Regions from separate parts of the Mus musculus genome. Here all the other regions are linked to region 3. The links are chromatin contacts, called in public HiChIP or PLAC-seq and promoter capture Hi-C maps. All regions are on one chromosome and are shown on one strand. Each heading gives the region's core, a stretch centred on a gene start, on an enhancer-like site or on the middle of the called end of the contact. The rest is flanking DNA. Distances are from core to core; before and after follow the strand shown. Region 1 holds the start of Nprl2 (NPR2 like, GATOR1 complex subunit). Region 2 holds the start of Atrip-trex1 (Atrip-Trex1 readthrough). Region 3 holds the start of Ccdc71 (coiled-coil domain containing 71).

Region 1 (3,000 bases), core at 61-2,560, 920 kb after region 3:
GCTGCTCTCAAGCTGGGGAAGACACAGACAGCACAGTGAGTGACCACACCTCAGGCTCCCTGCTGCAGCAACATGGAGCTAGCTGCTGGAGGCTGGGGATTCAAGACACAGGAACTCTCTCCCCACCTGTGCCCACCACGGACGCACCCACCCACCCACCCTGGCCCCATCTTGCTGCAGACCTCCAGCGTGGTCAAGTAGCCGGCCAGCTTTTTAACGATGGGTTCCAGGGCACAAGTCTTAGCCTGAGCGTCACACACAAAGCCCAGGTTGAAGAGGAGAGCATTGCGGCTGTACTTCTTGTGTTCAATGCACACGGGGCAGCCAATCAGCTTCTTCTCCATGGCTGTGCTGGAGAGGTAGAACAGAGTCAGCCTGCCCCGCCCCCACCCCCACCCCCAAGCCAGGCTGGGACCCCTCTCCTCCCACCCAACTAAAGCCTCACACAGTGATGAGCTTGTTCTGTAACTCGGGCTTGGTGATGATGTACACCTGGACCGTGTCAAACAGTTCTCGCGAGATGAAATCCTCAGGGACCTGGAGAAGGCAGCCATGAGAGAGAGCTCCCTCAGTGGACGTTGGGTCCGGGCAGATTTTTACAGCCCACCCAGGCACAAGTCCCTCTACCGTTTTCTTCCCTCATCCACCCAGTGGTCTACTTTGTGCTTCCAAACACATGCTATGTTTTGGCAAGCTCCCTTGGCTTTTGCGTTCACTATTCCCACTACCTGGAATACCCCTTTCTACCCTCACCTAACTTTTATATATCATTTGTCTTGGTCCAGTGTTTCTCTTGGGTCATCTAAACCTTCATGAGCCTTAGCACCTCCCCGAAACCTATAGCCTGATTCTGTTTGGGGGACAAAACTCCTCCCCCACACTAGAACCTGATTCAGTTTGGGGGACAAAACTCCTCCCCCACACTAGAAACCGGAGACCTGGGTCTGTGTACCCTCTCCATTCAATGGAAGAGACACGCGTGGATGAACCACAACCCCTCCAGGCGGCCAGCTGAGCTCCAGAGAGCATCCCTCCCCTCGCCTAGTCCGGGAGTGTGGAAGGCACCTGATAGGTAATTTTGGGTCCCAGCGTTGGGTGGAACTCGCTGAAGAATATACATTCGATGCGGCAGCTGCTGCCCATGGCGCTGTCTGGATCCAAGTCTGTAATCCCTGTTTTTCGTGTGGGGATCGCCTCTACGCCTTGGAATACCCTGTCAAAAAGAGAAAGAGGCCCGGGTAGGTCACACAGGTTTGTGAGCGCAAACCCAACGAGCCGTCAACTCAACAGCGCCTGCGCAGGGCGACTCAGGGGGCGTGGTTGCCGCTGGATGGGATGGGAGGGGGCTTGTCCCAGGAAGTCTCGGGTGGGTAGACATCGCACCCGGAAGTGAAGCTACTCCGTAACGGAGCGGTGGCGCGGCTGGCGGGGCCGAGGGTCCAGTTTATTTTGGAGGAAGTCACTGCGTAGAACCTGAGAAGCAGGTGAGGAGGGCAAAATTCTACGGTGGAGGTACAGCGTGTCAGGTGCACATGGGGAGGCAGTGTGCAAAGAAATTCACGCTTAGGTAGGGAAGCAGCTGGGAAATACAATTCCCGTAGTGCTCCACGCCTTCCGTTCCGGCTAACGATGACGTGCTGCATTCTGGGATTTGTAGTCTTCCTCCTCCCACTTGGAAGGTGCGATCGTTACCACTTCAAATACAGGTGTTTGACAGGTAGACTGCTAAGTTGGGACTGTTAGTGCCGGCACTACTCTGCTCCTGTCATAACTTCTCCGGGAAAAGGTGCCATTTCTGTCCTGAGTTACTGTCCCCAGTGAGGGGCGTGGACAGTGGGCACTCTTGCCAACGCCTACGATGCTTTCAGGCTGTGCAGCTATCGGCTGGGCTGACCATGGCCCTTTCTGTGGAGACGGAGTCGCATATCTACCGAGCTCTGCGCACTGCCTCTGGGGCTGCAGCCCACCTCGTGGCGTTAGGCTTTACCATCTTTGTTGCTGTGCTTGCCAGACCTGGCTCCAGTAAGTAGAATTCATAGTCCACTTATGGGAAGGGAAAAGCTACTTCTCTTGGGGAACAGGGGGCAGTAGGAAACGATGGGCGTAACTCCTGAGAACAGGATTGACTGGCTGAAGGATATTCTCTGTTGAACGTATTTAACGTCGTGGGAAGAGCAGACCAGTGTGGGGGCTCTGCCCGCCAGGGCAAGCTTTAAGTACATGGCTTCTCTTCCTTTGATTTGGCATTTCATTCCTGACTTGTGGGGATGCTGGAGGAAGGAGCCGCCAGAGGAGTGGCAGAGCGTGCTTTCTGTCCAGGGAAGAGAACAGGGGGTGGGTAAGATGAGCTTGTTACTGGAGGAGGCTCGCATTTTGACCCCTCCTTGGGTGATGGATGGGCTGTCCATCCCGGCTATAGAGCCTGGTATGCTGGTTTCTTTTTCCCTAGTTCCATGAGGCGCCCTCTTCTCATTCCAGGTCTGTTCTCCTGGCACCCCGTTCTTATGTCTCTGGCTGTAAGTAGTGGGTTTGGGTAGCTTTTAGGGGTAGAATGTGGGCGTTGTTGGTGGCTCTCAGAATCCTTGTAGGCATTTAGTGCCAGTGTAGACGAGCTGTATGTCCTCACTCCTGCTTCTGACGAATATCCAAGGCTTGAAAACGGTATTCATGACCCAGGACGAACAGATGAAGCTCACCCAAGCACAAAAGGGCGGCTTCTCTCACCTCCAGCTAGGAAGCTGAGAAATGGCATTTGGAGGCTGCTCTGTCCCTAAAAACCTTAATTTCTGGTGATGCATCTAATTGTCCCTGAAACAGTGCACCCGTGTGGCTAGCTCTTGCCAAGAAATTGTATCCTGCCCCATGGAAGGGAGACAAAGCTTGTGAATCATTTATAACTGCCATGTCTCAAACCTTGTTTGCTGGGTCACATAGCCGAGGTGACATTTCAGAAAAACACCCAGGAAGAAGTCTGGAGAGGCAGCTCTAACTACTCAGGGC
Region 2 (2,948 bases), core at 285-2,784, 610 kb before region 3:
GAAAATACTTATCAGCAGTCATAGCCTCCTGCCCCCAAAACTTCTCGTTTATTTGGTAGAACGTAATCCCTCCTGACAATGTCCTGTTTCCAGAACCAAAGATCGTAGCTATTACAACCTGGGCAATCAGCCACGCCTGGTAGCCCACACTCACAATTCTAGCACTTTAGAGACTGAGACAGGATTAGAAGTTTGAGGCCATCTCAAAAACAAAAAACAAAAACAAAACAAACAAACAAAAACTCATGTCTATAATCCCAGCACTCAGCGGGAGGAAGGACATTCTGGAGTTCTGGGCCAGCTTTGGTTATATGTCTTGACATATAACCAAAGGGGGTGGGGGGCTGCTGGGAGACTTGAACATTCAACATTATGTTGGGCAGCTATGGGAAAACTACCAGCAGCTGAATCAAGAAACTAAGGCAGTTCTAAGTGATGCAATGCCTTCTGACCACTGTAGGCACCAGGCATACATGCATGTGATGCACATACATACATGAAGGTAAAACACACATAAAAAATAATGAGGCAGGGGTGGGGTGGGGGTGGGTTGGCAGGCCTAAGGCATTCTAAGCCTGAGCGCTCTCCTTTCCGCCCAACGCCTCAGCAAACATTGGTAGGTTCACAAACTAAGTCTGGCATTGAGCAAACGGAGTAGAAAAGTCTTGATCTTGTTGCCTTCCAATGCTAATCCGCCATTTCTGGTATCTGTTCTGCCCACCACTTCAGCTCATAAAAGCCAGTCATACACCCAAGCCCAACTCAAATCATTGCTCCTCCATGAAGTCTGTCGCAAAGAGGAGGCATCCACCTGGCATCCTTGTCGAAGATGAATTTTTCTCAGAAACATCATGCGTCTGCCTCCTAACCCATTTTTCTTGCTATTTCCCCCTCAATCTGTTGGGTAATTCAAGGACCACTCCCAGCGAGCCTTCCTTGACCTCTTGAGCTTCATTGTCTCTACGCAACCAGCGCTCAGGACATAAAGACTCTCCAAGAAATAAATGGAAGTTAACAGTTGGAGCAGTTCCGAATAGGCACGCCGTTCTCGAGACCATCCTTCCCAGCCTTTTTTTTTTTTTTTTTTTCTCAAATATACATACTTGAAACATTTGTTATCCTGGAAGATCTCTGCTTCCAGGAAGAAAAGCATTCCTTCTCCTCCCCAAGTCTGCTCTTCCCAGCCTCCTCCCTAAAAGAGTCTCTGGACATGAGAGAGGTGGGTCAGCCGCGAGGAGTGAGGTCAGGGAGAGCTGACCCCTGAACGCTGCCTGCTTCTCTAGGGCTCTGTATTCTACACAGTGCCACGGGGAACCGCCTCAGGTGTGGTCGGGCAGACGCTCCTCGATCTCGCAACCGGGATAATCCTGACAGCACTGTAGTACCCTGGCATCACCGGGGACCCCTTCGTACTGAGCCCAGACACGCAGGAGCCTGTCCCGGGTAACGGCGCGCTCTGTACACGTCACCCATCTGTGCCCGGTAGCTGGCAGCTGATTGGCCCGCAGGCTGGGGAGACGCTGGAAGGCGAGGGGAACGGCGGCGCGCGGGCGGTTGGGCCAGCTCAGGCTTTCTGTGGACAAGGCTGTGCTTGGCGTCTTCGGATGCTGCGGGTTGAAGGTAGTCATGGCCGGGACCCCCGCACCGAACAGCCACAGGAAACAGAGTGGCGGCCTGGAGCCTTTCCCCGGTCTGTCTCGATCCATTGAGAACCCTCCGAGCAAGCGGGCCCGGAGCTTCTCTGAGACCACAGTCCCGGACCCCGAAGACCCATTCGGTGAGCACGCGGAATTTACTGCGGACGACCTAGAGGAACTCGACATCCTCGCGTCACAGGCCCTGAGCCAGTGTCCCGTCGCGCCTCGGAACCTGTCCAGTGAGTGCCTGAGGGGCCTTTTCCCCCGGCGGGTGGTGCAGACCTCTGATTTGGCGGTGAGACATCCAGAATGTTAAATGGCCTCCCATTTAGATGGTATGCACCCCATTGTAACCCTTGGGCAGAAGAGCATTAGAAGGCGTCTGACAGAGGCAAGAGATGAAAGAGAGTCTTACACAAAAATGCCAGTTGCCCAAAGGTTAGGCATGGCAAACAGGCAATGGGCAAGAAATGCCAAAGCTGCTTTTCTTCTTAGAGCTTACACTCTTGGGGAATAAGTTAAGTGTCAGGAGGGTTTGATGGGCACCTTGCGAATGTACTTAGCACTTACAGCATCTGAAAAATAGGATTATCCCTGGAAATGTGGCTGGCCCTCCATCTCTCCAGCAATATTGCATGGAAAACCAGGCATTGGAAAACACTCATTGCTGACCAGCTGTCATATGCGGCAGTGGTTAGACGCAACTTTCCACGAAATGGCACAAAGCAATGCTGCCTCCCCCTTCCTTGGCCCTACATCACCCGGTACTCTACCTTACTCCATCCCTGGAGCCCCACCTCCCCCTGGAATGTATCCATTTGGTTCACCATCAGTCTTTAAAACCAGCAGATCCTATGCCTAACATGTTGTAGTAAATAGTAGTTATGGTAGAGTCACAGCCAGTGCAATCTCTGTTCAGCTATGAGCTGAGAGTCTAGAAAGTGGGTGAGGTATAAAGCGAGAGAATTCAGATATGCTATGCCATAAGGATTCTTTATGTGTTTATACCATGCTCGGAGCTGTTACCTGGGTCTTTCTCAACTTGGCTTTCAAGAGTGACTCCTTCTGCATTTTATGACAAAGGTGGATACATACTGAGCCCCGCAGTATACATGGGATTATTTTTTCCAGACAGGTTCTCGATCTCTAGCAAGGCTAGCCTTGAATTTGAGATCCCCATAGCTCTACTTCACAAGTGTTGGGATTGCAGTTCTGTGCCACCATGCTCAACCTAAGGGCAACTACTTTTTATACAGGTGCTCATAAGGTCCGCCGATTAGATGGGTTACCAAATAGTCCTATAAGGAAAAG
Region 3 (3,147 bases), core at 290-2,789:
AGCAGTAACATCTACCTATCTGTCTGCGTGCCAACCAAAAAAGGAGCAGGTACAAATGGAGCAAAAAGGGTAGCAACTCCTGCAGAGGCTATCAAGTAAAGAAGAGTACGGACCATATGGATGAAGGCCAGGCTGTAGCTGAGGAAGACAGACTAAGGCCTTTGAACATAGGCCCAAAGACCCAGACTTACACCACCTGATGTCCACCCCACCACTGTTCATCCAACTGCCAACGTTCCAGTGCAGGGGGTGGCTCATCTCCTTACCAGAGTCTATAGACAGGATACTCAGTGACCTGATTCCTAGCTCTAGTCTTGGAGTTCAAACCCAATATAAGACACAGACCCGCCCAAAAAAAAAAGACAGTTGCAAACATCTCTAAGGCAAGCAAGAGACCAGGCAACGAGACCAAGGAGTTCAAGGTTTGACGACAAAGGACAGGGAAAGATTCCAACTAGGAAGGTAGGCCAAGCCGTAGCGCTTAAAAGGCAACAGACCTTAGATGTTAGTGGTCCCAACAGATGCAGCTGTCTGGGACCACTCAAATCGTCCTATGCTTCCTTAAGGAAGCCATGGCTGTCACTCAGAAGTTACACCCAGCACTCCAACGCAGCATCTGAGGGCTTCCCGAGTCAAAAGGTAAATTCCCCAGCTGCACCGGAGCGTTAAAAGATCAGCTGGGATGAGACAGGTCCCTGGAGTCTAGGAGCCCGTCTGTGCCGCCGCTCTGCACAGCTCTAATGAAGCAGACACACAGTCCTCAGACTCCCCGGAGAAAGTGCCCTGGGGCTCTTTGTTTGGAAACATTCTTGGATCCTCAGGTGTCTGAGGCACTTCCCCTCCCCAGAGGATGCTCTTCAAGTACAATCCAAGTTAATGCTTTCATTTATTTATTTATTTATTTATTTATGTTTTGAATGGGTGGGCTATGAACTGTAGGACAGAGGGGGACGACCTACCTCCCACCCCAAACCTCCGGCGCTCATATTACGGGGCGGGGACCAAGGGGCTCTTTGCCTAGGTCATTCTGAGCCCATGGGAGGGAGGGTGCTTCTTGGCTCTCAAGAAGCTTTGTAAACAGAGGCTGCAGCCAGGCTGACTTTTGCCTTCACACATTCCTTTGGGGCCAGCACAGGAAGTTGACAGAAGACTGGGGGCGGGCATACTAATCGGGCGGACTGGGATCAGGGGCAGATCGGGGCCCTCAGGCGGGGAGACCGAGGCCCCGGGGCCTGAACGGCGACGGGGAGTCGGGGTTACGGCGGCGGCGAAATGTGTAAGGTGGGCAGTGGTCGCCCGACAGGATCCTCAGAACCCCCAGGGTGGGGTCCTGGGTAGGGGTGGGGTGTCTCGGCCAAGCCCTGGGAAAATGAGGATCCCGGAAGGGCCGGCCACCCAGTCCCTTCGCCCTGCCGCCCTGTGGCCTCATGGGCAGCCACTCCGCACCACCGCTAGGCCCGCGGCTCCAACCTACCGGCGCCGCCGCGGGGACCCAGGACGCACCTCTGCGCCGCCTCCGCCGCTCCAACATGGCCGCCTGCTGCGCGCCGGAAGTACACCGTGCTTCCGCTTCCGGGATCTAGCCCGCCTGGTGACCCTTGACCCCTAGAACTCTCCCCTCCCCCCCCAAGTCTGGGGGCGGAGCAGGTTGAGTACTTCGGAGGGCTGCCTGGAGGGGGTGGCCTCGGAGGTGACAAGTCCAAACCTATCTGATCCAGTATGGGAGCCTGTGCACATAGAAGGCAAAAGTCACAGGATCCCAGTCAGGATTGGACTAAGGACCACTTTTCTAAAATGTCCTGGTAATATAGGAGTCAAAGTGACTCCTGGCAAGCTCTATGCTATTCTACACCCCAGGACCTTACTCTTTCTCTGGCACCTGATCAGAAGAGAGTGTGCCTGACAGGGATTATCTCAGGAAAGTCCCCTTGTTTCACCACACAAGTACTTCCTGAAAGAGTAGCAGGCGCTCCTCTCCTGAGAATGGGCTTAACCCTGGCACACTGCATGAAAAGCTGGTATATACATGTAGGCACAAGTAATACACAGCAGCCTGGGGCTGTAGATGGCCAGTCTGTAAGTCACAGTACATCAATGTGGGCCTGAATATACTTGCTCAGGTATGTATACACAGTGGAGTGCCAAGATCTGGCTCAGCCAAAGCACCTCGAATGGCACAAAGTAACACTTTTCAGTCGTTACAGTGCCCAGAATCCGTTGGCTCTGTTGGCAAAGAGATTGCAAACTCAGTCCTACCTATGTCCTGTAGACAACACAAGATGGTTAGTTACAGAGCCCTCTCCTCAGCAGTATTTGAGGACACAGGTTAAAACTAACTCTAGGAATCTGAGACCTCAGATGAACAGTCAGCATATTTTCCAAACCTTGTCCTTTTTGGAGACAGTGTATCCCTACATAGCCCTGGATTCCTGGGATCAAAGGTGGCATGTGCTGCCATGCCTGGCTTCACAGCTTTAAGGAAAGGACCCCCTTGTCAGATGCTTCCTAGTCCAGTTTAGGAGGCATCAGGAAAGCTTTGGTTTCATGGATGAGGGAGTGAAGGCATCTGGACCTGTCTAAGAGTTTGGGGTAGGTAGACAAGGGTGTTTGAAGTGCTTCATGTGGGAGCTGGATACTAGCCTTCTTCCTCTTTTGTACGACTGAAAGATCCTTAGCTGTTCTGTGTTTCCCAGCCTATGTAGAGGGATCTGTCATCTTTAAAGATAAGTATCAACCACCCATCAATACCCAAGGCCTCACTTGATGCCTGTTTACTTCTCAGAGCTTTGGCACCGACAGGAGACTCCTGACAGTTTCTGGGTAGCCAAGTACCCAAGAGGAACCACAAAATCTGCGGGCAGTCTGGGGTCAGTACCTCCAGTCATTTCTCTTGGTAGAGAAAAAGGGCCTTATGGACCTACACCAGGATGAGCCATAACTATGCAAACAGAAGCCACTTCTGCCAAGAGGCAGAGCTTGGTGCCTTCCAGGCATAGTAGCAGGCCAGATGTGCTCTAGCAGGCCAAATGTGCCCTAGAAGGAGATTCCTCTCTTGCATTATCAAACCCAGAGGTCAGAGCAAAATGGAGGACAAGAAGGCTGGGTCCATTCTCTCTCTGTTCCTTCTCTCTATGGCTACTGAGGGAA

What was found. Promoter capture Hi-C pulls out the DNA fragments that hold promoters and counts their contacts. HiChIP or PLAC-seq counts read pairs in DNA pulled down with a chosen protein or histone mark.
Region 1: a contact with region 3 is called in a promoter capture Hi-C map of pre-B cells, with 5 times the contacts expected there. The contact joins the promoter of Nprl2 here to the promoter of Ccdc71 in region 3. A contact is called at or near these places in 3 of 39 promoter capture datasets (the C10 cell line, liver and pre-B cells) and 1 of 115 datasets of contacts at active chromatin or transcription factors (bone marrow-derived macrophages).
Region 2: a contact with region 3 is called in an HNF4G HiChIP or PLAC-seq map of pancreatic cancer cells. The contact joins the promoter of Atrip-trex1 here to the promoter of Ccdc71 in region 3. A contact is called at or near these places in 1 of 39 promoter capture datasets (pre-B cells) and 1 of 115 datasets of contacts at active chromatin or transcription factors (pancreatic cancer cells).

What each region holds. Positions count from the first base shown.
Region 1 is chr9:107,540,519-107,543,518 of GRCm38.p6, reverse strand. Nprl2 (NPR2 like, GATOR1 complex subunit) reads right to left here and starts at 1,310. Exons shown (of 11, transcript NM_018879.2): 1 at 1,066-1,310; 2 at 446-537; 3 at 183-351; 4 at 1-12. The coding sequence starts at 1,143. It overlaps Cyb561d2 (cytochrome b-561 domain containing 2), which reads left to right and starts at 1,326. Exons shown (of 4, transcript NM_001357289.1): 1 at 1,326-1,484; 2 at 1,869-2,022; 3 at 2,479-2,516. The coding sequence starts at 1,896.
Region 2 is chr9:109,072,683-109,075,630 of GRCm38.p6, reverse strand. Atrip-trex1 (Atrip-Trex1 readthrough) reads left to right here and starts at 1,534. Exons shown (of 14, transcript NR_153412.1): 1 at 1,534-1,972; 2 at 2,894-2,948. It overlaps Atrip (ATR interacting protein), which reads left to right and starts at 1,507. Exons shown (of 13, transcript NM_172774.3): 1 at 1,507-1,876; 2 at 2,894-2,948. The coding sequence starts at 1,627.
Region 3 is chr9:108,458,945-108,462,091 of GRCm38.p6, reverse strand. Ccdc71 (coiled-coil domain containing 71) reads right to left here and starts at 1,539. Exons shown (of 2, transcript NM_133744.5): 1 at 1,475-1,539. Gm51295 (predicted gene, 51295) reads right to left here and starts at 2,998; the gene lies at 2,932-2,998. It also overlaps a transcript of Klhdc8b not described here.